Linked DNA regions of Sus scrofa: region 1 is linked to region 2. Evidence: chromatin contacts called from public Hi-C data. All regions are on one chromosome and are shown on one strand. Each heading gives the region's core, a stretch centred on a gene start, on an enhancer-like site or on the middle of the called end of the contact. The rest is flanking DNA. Distances are from core to core; before and after follow the strand shown. Region 1 has its middle 19 kb from the start of SP5. Region 2 overlaps MYO3B (myosin-IIIb).

The links. A called contact is a pair of places that touch in the nucleus more often than the background predicts.
Region 1: a contact with region 2 is called in a Hi-C map of fetal liver, with 2.1 times the contacts expected there. The contact joins two enhancer-like sites. A contact is called at or near these places in 7 of 47 Hi-C or Micro-C datasets (embryonic fibroblasts, fetal liver, liver and 1 more).

The regions. Positions count from the first base shown.
Region 1 is chr15:76,878,478-76,882,828 of Sscrofa11.1, forward strand. No RefSeq gene overlaps it. Among named protein-coding and RNA genes, the nearest start is that of SP5, 19 kb to the right of the region's middle. Within about 2 kb of position 1,649, at least 2 of the 83 cell types and tissues checked have an H3K27ac peak or open chromatin away from gene starts, as enhancers often do. A contact at or near this core is called in fetal liver, where this site is marked.
Region 2 is chr15:76,673,314-76,677,894 of Sscrofa11.1, forward strand. MYO3B (myosin-IIIb) reads left to right here. Exons shown (of 34, transcript XM_021076498.1): 23 at 1,154-1,233. Among named protein-coding and RNA genes, the nearest start is that of SP5, 220 kb to the right of the region's middle. Within about 2 kb of position 2,173, at least 1 of the 83 cell types and tissues checked has an H3K27ac peak or open chromatin away from gene starts, as enhancers often do. A contact at or near this core is called in fetal liver, where this site is marked.

The DNA of each region.
Region 1 (4,351 bases), core at 399-2,898, 200 kb after region 2:
CCCAGTGTACCAGCTCCATCAACTACCTCTTCCCCAGGGATGTGTTTGCCCAGAAGGCGGGACTGCTTGTGTCAGGCTGTCTGAGTACCATCTTCTCGTGACTGACCAAGACTTCATTCTTCAAGACTGTTTCCAATATTCATGTCACTGTAATGTCTCAGGGCAGGCAGAACACCGATAATTAGAATACCGCTCATCCTATGTCAGTCACCTGTTCAGACGACAGTTCGGGGAGAAACATCACTTTCATCACATCTGCAAATGATTTCTTGGTAGTCTGAGAGATTTCCAAAGATGCATAATCTCATTTTAATAAGAATAACCTCAGAATCTACTTCGGTTCTGAGCATCTCTGTATATTAATAAAAATACTCTAAAATTAAATTAATAGAAAATAAGAACATGATACTTCAAAACTCCTTTCCTCCCTGGCCTTCTCCTTTCTTTGACTGAATTAAAACTTCTCAAGAAAAGGTAATGTCCAAGGCGCTGCTTTTTTACTTCATTTCTGACGGCAGAATTCCGAGCCTAAAACCTTGAATTAATTATATTATTCTTTTGATAATGAAAGAGATGCATCTAATTCTTTGAAACAGCCACGGCCAGATGGAAGTATCACGTGAGTGTGACAGGATCTATGAAAGTTGTTAGATTGACTGCTCTGGGGACCAGAACTTGAGATTTCTCTGCAAAGCAGAGTGTAGCCAGCCACAGCCCTGTCTCCATCCCTGAGCCTCAGCCCTGCCTGCTGGGGCCACCAGCTCCGGGTGGAAGAGTCATTTGGTCTCCCTTCGACTTAATCCTCGCCGGTCTGCGGAGACCTCACCAAGGGTGCCAATTGTAAGGATGGCTCTGGCTTTCAAACACCTGTCCACTAGGAGCTGGACTTATACCCCCAACTCCTTTCATGCGGCCACAAGACAGACATCAGATGGCAGCAACTTCTGGTCCCTCTTGAGCAGATCGGTTACACGGTGTCCGACGGCTCCCTGCTACCACTTCGCTATTTTCCGGATATTTATCAGAGTGTGGAATTTCAAAGATAGACGAAAATAGCAAACAAAACCTTTTTCAGGAAGCCTTGCCAGAATCACAGGCAACATGGCTTCATGTTCGCTTTTGTTTTTATTCTCCCAACAATCCTTTCCCCTCGTTGTATTTATTTGTGTATGTTTAAAATTTTAATGAATGTGAATCTTGTGCATTGTTCTAAGCCCTTTTACATTTATGAACTGGTTTAATCATCATAGCCCTGTAAGGTAGGTACTACTAGCATCCCTCTGCTGCAGTTCAGAAAAATGAGGCACAGAGAGGTTAAGTAAAGGATCCATGGTCACAAAGCAGATTTTCGCAGAGCTGGATTTCACACTCAGGTAGTCTGGCCCTGGGATCTGTGCCTAAGGTATGACAGTATTATTTTCCTTATTTTCCAGATAAATAAAGCCACGCACTGAGAGGCTCCTCAATTTACTCCAAATCCCACAGCCTGAACTTGATCTTCTAACTTTAAGTCCTGCTTGTTCTGCTCTGACAGCTCTTATGATGCTGGTCTTGGAGCCCTTGTCTTCTTGCTCCCAGCCTGTCATGTTTACTCTGAGGGTTCAATGTGTGACCCATCATAACCTTGAAACGCCCAGTCTAGGAGTCAGTGATTAACTGGAGACTCTGCCTTCTGCCCCGGGCTTCCTGACCTTGACCACTCAGAGCCAGGAGGAGGGCAGGACCCTCTCAGGGAACCGATCCGTGTGCTAGGTCCTTCCCCTCCACCACAATAACAGGACCCTTGGTTCATTCATTTGTTCTCTCATTCCACGTTTAATGGGAGCCTACTGACGAGGACTGGAGATTCAGTGGGATCAGGACACTCCAAGGAGCCCACAGTGTACGTTCAAGGGAGGCAATTTCAATATCCAGCAGGAAGTGTCAGAAGAGAGTCAGGTAAGCAAGCATCTTGTGGAGCTGAACGAGGGGCAGACCCGGGGGAAGGCTCTCACCTCCACTCTCAGGTCCACAGCAAGATATTGCCGCAAAGTTCGCTAAGGCTTGCATGCAGGATCTGAGGGGAGGCCTTAAAATAGCCCTTGAGGAGTGTTAAGCCAGGAAAGGATGTGACCGAAGTTCAGTGCCCAGCAAGTGCTAACATTCACTGAGCTATTAATATGTTCCATGCCTCTACCTGAATTATATTTGAATGATAATTATCATAGTCAGCTTGGGCTGTTATAACAGAATACCCTAAACAGAGTGGCTTAAACAACAAATTTGAGACTTCTGTTGTGGCTCAGTGGAAATGAATACAGCTAGGATCCATGAGGATGCGGGCTCCATCCCAGGCCTTGCTCAGTGGGTTAAGGATCTGGCGTTGCCATAAGCTCTGATGTAGGTCACAGATGCAGCTCAGAGTCTGCATTGCTGTGGCTGTGTCGTAGGCCTGCAACTGTAGCTCCAATTTGCCCCCTAGCCTGAGACTGGGCCTAAAAAGACCAAAAGAAAAACAAACAAACAAAAAACCCCACAGAAATTCATTGCTCACACCTCTGGAGACCAGCCAAGATCAAGGGGCTGACTGATTCTGTTCCTGGCGAGAGCTCTCTTCCTGGTTCACAGAGAGACGCTGTCTTGCTGCATCCTCACGTGGCAGAGAGGGAAGAGAGAGCAAGTTCTCTGGTCTCTTCCTATAGGAGCACCTGTCCTATCAGGGGGTTCCACACTCACAACTTCATCTAAGCCTAGCTACCTCCTGAAATACCACCTCCAACTACCATCACATTAGGGACTAGGGCTTAAACATATGAAGCTGGGGTACATGCACACGCAGTCCATCACAATATGCATTGCATGCTCATAATAGTACTATGAGCTTTGTGTTATTGTCCCATTTTACAGATGAGCTACTGAGGCATAGCAAGATCAAGCCATAAAGCGGTGGAGCCGGGATTTGAGCCCAGGCAGTCTGACTCCAGCACCCGTGCTCTTGGTACTCTTCTAGCCTCCCTGCCACACAACACAATGTCCCAGAGTATTTAACAAATGTCTGCCACGTGTGGTAGCCACTTTCCCCAGGTCCAAGGGTTCTTAACCCTGCTTCCTATTGGAATGACCTGAGGTTTAAAAAAAAAAAAATGTATCCCAAAGACATGAAAACGTATATCCTGACAAAACCCTATACAGGAATGCTTATGGCAGCCTTATTTGTAATCATCAAAAAAAGAAAAACAACCAGTCTGTCATTCAAGAAGTGATTAGATAAACTGTGTCATATCCATACAACGGAACGGTGCTCAGCAATAAAAAGGAACAAACTACTGATACCTGCAACAACTTGAACAGGTCTCCAGGGAGTAATGCCAAGTGAAAAAGTCAATCTCAGAAGGTCGCATACTGTGTGATTCCATTTATGTAGCATTCTCAAAATGACAAAATTAAGAGAGGTGAAGCCCAGATGAAAGACAAGGGCTGGGGATGGTGGGTGGCGGCAGCTAGAGCAACTAACTATAAAGCGTTGCAGGAAGGAGCCTTCAGAGGATGAGAGAGATCTGTCGCTTGAGGGTGGTGGTGGTCACGCTAATCCTCACTTGTGATAAAATGACACAGAATTTTCTGCACCCTTTGTACCTGTGTCTGCTTTCTGGTTTTATGTACTGTAGTTACATCATCACTATGGAAACCGGATGACGGGTGCACAGGGCATCTCTGCGCTGGTTTTGCAACATCCTGTGAAGCTGTAGTTATTTTGAAATACAAAGTTTCTTTAAAATGCCAATACCTGGGCCTCACAGATTCTGATTGTGCCTGGGTGGGGCCCGAGTATCATGACAAGTGCTCTAAATGATGTTCACCTGTAGCCAGAGGGAGCCCCCCCCAACCCCCGCCACACACACACACCCCACCCCAAGCCAGGGCCAGGAATCTTGTGGTTGGAGGCACTCAAAATTTTGAGTTTGAGATATTATCTTCAGGCAGCCCTAATAGAAGGGAGGAGGAAGTTTATGAGATTTCACGAGCTGTCACTTAGCAGAGGATGCGTCCCTGAGAGGCCAGGACACCAGAAAGATCCTCATTAATTAAGAGGGGAGGGAGGGATATCCTAAAGCAGAAGGAATGATCAGCAATTAGCAGCTTTATATTCCCAATTTGCTAGTTTGGCCGCACTCCTTGCTGCTGTTACCTCTGCAAGTCTTAGCTCAGATGCCCACAGATGGATCCTGAGTCTTGCCTTAAGACTTTTCTTGGGAGTTCCCGTCGTGGCGCAGTGGTTAACGAATCCGACTAGGAACCATGAGGTTGCGGGTTCGGTCCCTGCCCTTGCTCAGTGGATTAACGGTCCGGCGTTGCCGTGAGCTGTGGTGTA
Region 2 (4,581 bases), core at 923-3,422:
AGATGTTGATTTTGTATGTTACAACTTTGTTAAATTCATCTGTTTAGCAGATGTGTGTGTGCATGTATGTTACTTAGAGTTTTCTATATATGAGATAATGTCACCTAGAGAGACAAAAGAGATAATTTCCTTTCTTCCTTTAAGATTTGGATGCCTTCAGTTTCTATTTCTTGCCTAATTGACCCTAGCTGGACTGCCAGCACTATGCTGAATAGAAATAGTGAGAGTAGATATTCTTGCCTTGTTCCTAATCTTTGAGGGAAAACCTTTCAATTTTTCACTGTTAATACGTGAGTTGTAGGCTTTTTATATATGGCCATTTTACGTTGTACTAATTTCCTTCTCTTCCTACTGTAAGAGAATTTGAGACTTTTTGTCTTTTTTTATTTGCTTATTAAACTAATATAAATTCAGAGTTCCCATCATGGCTCAGTGGTTAACGAATCCGACTAGGAACTATGAGGTTGCGGGTTCAATCCCTGGCCTCGCTCAGTGGGTTAAGGATCCAGCATTGCCGTGAGCTGTGGTGTAGGTGGAAGATGCAGCTGGGATCCTGCGTTGCTGTGGCTCTGGTGTTGGCTGGCGGCTATAGCTCCGATTAGACCCCTAGCCTGGGAACTTCCATATGCCACAGGGGTGGCCCTAGGAAAAAAAAAAAAGACACACACGAAAAAAACTAAATTCAATTTATATTATAAATTATTTATGACCTATTATTATAGTTTTCTTATCATTTGTATCATTTAATATTCAAAATTCAGATTTTTCCAATTTTTTCAAATTTAGTGCAGATCATTTAGAACATTCTGGGAGTTCCCAGTGTGGCTCAGTGGGTTAAGAACCTAACATGGCATCTGTGAAGATGCAAGTTTGATCCCTGACCTCACTCAGTGGGTTAAAAATCTGGCATTGTCGCAAGCTGTTGTGTAGATCATGGATGCAGCTCAAATCCAGTGTTGCTGTGGCTAATGTGTAGGTCTCAGCTGAAGCTCCAGTTTGACCCCTAGCCTGAAACTTCCATATGCCACAGGTGCAGCCATGAAAAGAAGAAAAAAGAAAAAGAACATTCTGAAAAATACAAGGACACAAAAGGAAAAATTACTCCTTATAGTATTCTTAAAGTTGTGTTAACTTCTTTGTTTTTTTTGCTCAGGTAATTTGGCTCAGACAAGAGCCAGGATAACAGCAGCCTCAAGGTCTTTGCCTCCACATTTCAGCGCTGGGAGACCCAAGGTGAGTAGTAGGTTTGTACTCAAAATACTGTGGCCCACAAGATGTTTCCACCGTAGGGATTATGCTTGGTGGGCAACATTAATTGCCTTTATCTGGGCAATCTGAAGAGAGATTGACGGCATTTAGGAATCGGAGGTTAGGAAATTTGAAACAACATCATGGAATCCTTTGCAATTCTGTGTCGGGGGGAAAAAGCTTTTCCTCTATCCTCTTAATTTCAGTCTCTGGGGGACTGTGAATTAAACTCAAACTGACAAATAAGCAAGAGAAAAAAATACCCATTTTAGTCATATACATACAGAGTTCACTAAAAAAAAGTGACCCAAAGGGAAAGTTAGATTTTAGGGCTTATACACCATCTTAATAGGAGATGAAGAGAGGAAGGAGGACATTTCTGGGACAACAAAGGACTTTGGGGAAAAATAAATCGTTCTTTAGGAGACTAGATGGGAGGCACAATATGACAGTGTCTATTTAGGCATTTCTTATCTCAGTGCTGACTTCTCATCTCTGGTGATAGGAATCAATCTTCCCTGATTACTAAACTCCCAGGGAGGGAATTGATGACAACTGAATTCTTTTGGGAGGCTCTGCTTTTAGGCAGATAAGGGGAATTCAGAAAAAGCTTCTTCTCACAACTGTTGACTCTTACATGTCTTTAATTCAAAATAATCCTTATGCCACTGTGGCATAGTCTAGACCCCTTCACCGGATTCTCAGAAAAATCACTTAAGGTACAGAACAATAACACTTGAAAATACAGTTCATCTAGGAAGAGATAAAGCACTTTTCCTTGAAGCTATCACCAACCTGCAGAGGAAGATGACAAATGGAGTTAGCAGGGAGGAAAGAAAGCAAACCCTTCTCTGTTGCTCTGCCTTGCTCTCTGAAAAATGAGCAGTGCACTTGTCCGTGCAAAGGGCATGTTAGAAGGGTTACTAAATATCCTACTGTAAAATATTTTGAACTGTTCCATCCTTCTGGCTACTGTTTAACAAGAATCTCAAGGACTGGATGGTTAATATTTATTTGAATATACTAACACCGAGAAACAACGATCCTAAAGGTGATGGAAAAATAAACAGATCACATCTCTCAATTTTCCTACCTTTTTGTTTATATTGAATATTAAATTATTTATTTATTAAAGAATAAGCCATATAGCCACACATCATACTGTTAAATATTACCACCAAATTAATACAGACATACACACTCCTTCTAAGAATATAAGTCATGCACATAATAGGGATTCAGATCATCTTTGTTAAGATATTTTTTAAATCTTGTTTTATCTATTTAGGGTCACACTTGCTGCATATGGAGGTTCCCAAGCTAGGGGTCGAATTGAGCTACAGCTTACACCACAGCCATAGCAATGTGGGATCCAAGCCAAGTCTGCGACCTACATCACAGCTCATGGTAACGCCGGATCCTCAACCAACTAAGCGAGGCCAGGGATCAAAAAAACCTGTGTCCTCATTGATACTAGTCAGATTCATTTCCTCTGAGCCATGATGGGAACTCCTTTGTCGAGAATTTTTATACGCACATTGTTAATACGATTCTGTAGAATACTTTTTAACCTTGTGGTAAGATATTAGGACTATTTAAAAAGAGTTATATGGGCCCCTAGAAGAGATTTACAGAGGAGTTTCACTGGTTCTGAGAGCCTCCTGATATTAGATATAAAATTCTGTTTGTGTTAAATACAGTTGATTCTCATTACTCATGAGTTATATTCTATTAACTTACTGTGAACATTGAATCAGCAAATACTGAAGCGTTGCTCCTAGAGGAAATACACAGTTAGGTTTGTACCAGCCTCTGGCCACAATTTTGTCAGTTGATTAATACATAATCTTGTATTATGCATATTTCTATTTAAACACATCTTATTTAATACAGTTGACCCTTGAACACAGGGGTTAGAGCATCAACTCTCTGCACAATCAGAAACCCACATATAACTTTATAGTGGGTTCTCCATACCCACAGTTCTGCAGATGCAGAATCAGCCAACCATAGATCGTGCAGTAGTATTGTATTTACCACTGGGGAAAAAAAAATCTGTGTGTAAGTGAATCCATGCAGTTCAAACCTATGTTGCTCAAGGGTCAACTATATATTCTTACAAAGAATTAATTATATGCAGTATTTCTTTGTATAAAACAATATTTCAAGTACAGTATTTGTGTCATCGAACTCAAGGCCAACAGCACTATAACTCGTGCCTGAATGAAGGTTATCTAACACAGAAATGGTCTACAACAAATACATTACAACCTTCTAACACTTAGCACTTCAGCCTGTGATTAGGGGTTATTTTTGCACAAAAATGCAAAAATCGTGGCACTTAAGTAGACCTTGTAAAAGACACGTGTTTATAGCATGCGAGCTGAAATCACAAGGTAAGAGTATCACCTTGTTCAGCCTCCGCTGAAGCATGCACATCAGTTGTCTCAAAGGTTGCACCGCTCTGCTTGTCTGCAAATGACCATGAAAGCATTGCGAATATTGATTGATTTGGAGGTTACAAATAAGTTTCAGCAAGTAGGCAAATTCACGAATATAGAATCTGCAAATAATGAGGATCAACTACATATGTGTTTTTTGGGGACATTGACTTCCACCAGATTCTAAAAAGGATCATAACACGAAAGATGAAAGACTACTGTGTAATATTCTCTGTTAGTCCATGTTCCCCTCCTTTCCTCAATTTGATTTTTGACTGCTGGATTCTTCCAAGACCTGTTCCCCGGCCTTCCACACTCAGTATCAGCATGTTATCTCCCTCTCTGCACTGCCTTCCTGAGAAGTGTGCCCTCTAGTGTGTGGTTTATATTTAACATCGTTACTATAAATGGGTATAATGTGAGGTGAAAATGACTAGAGATTTATTTTCACTGGGAAAGAAGATGAATTGAAAGTTCTAATCAAGGCATCAGAAAATATGAAGGGTAACAGCAATTTTAAAAAAACAACAACAAAAATCTTGGTGTTCCAACTGTGGCACAATAGGATCGGAAGCATCTCTATAGCTTTGGGATGCAGGTTAGATCCCTGCATGGCACAGGCACAGTGGGTTAAATGATCCATTATTGCCAGAACTGTGGTGTAAGATTTCAAGGGTGGCTCAGATCTGATCCCTCCTGGGAACTACATATGTTGCAGGGAGGCAAAAAAAAAAAAAAAAGAAAAAAGAAAAAAGAAAGAAAGAAAACAAAACTCCATCACTCCCTCTCTGCCTTATCTAGGACAAAATAGCAGAGGTGGCCTTGCAGGAAGCTGGCCAACACATTTAGCACCCCCACATGGCAATCTTGTTCTCCTGTTCACTGCTATGGA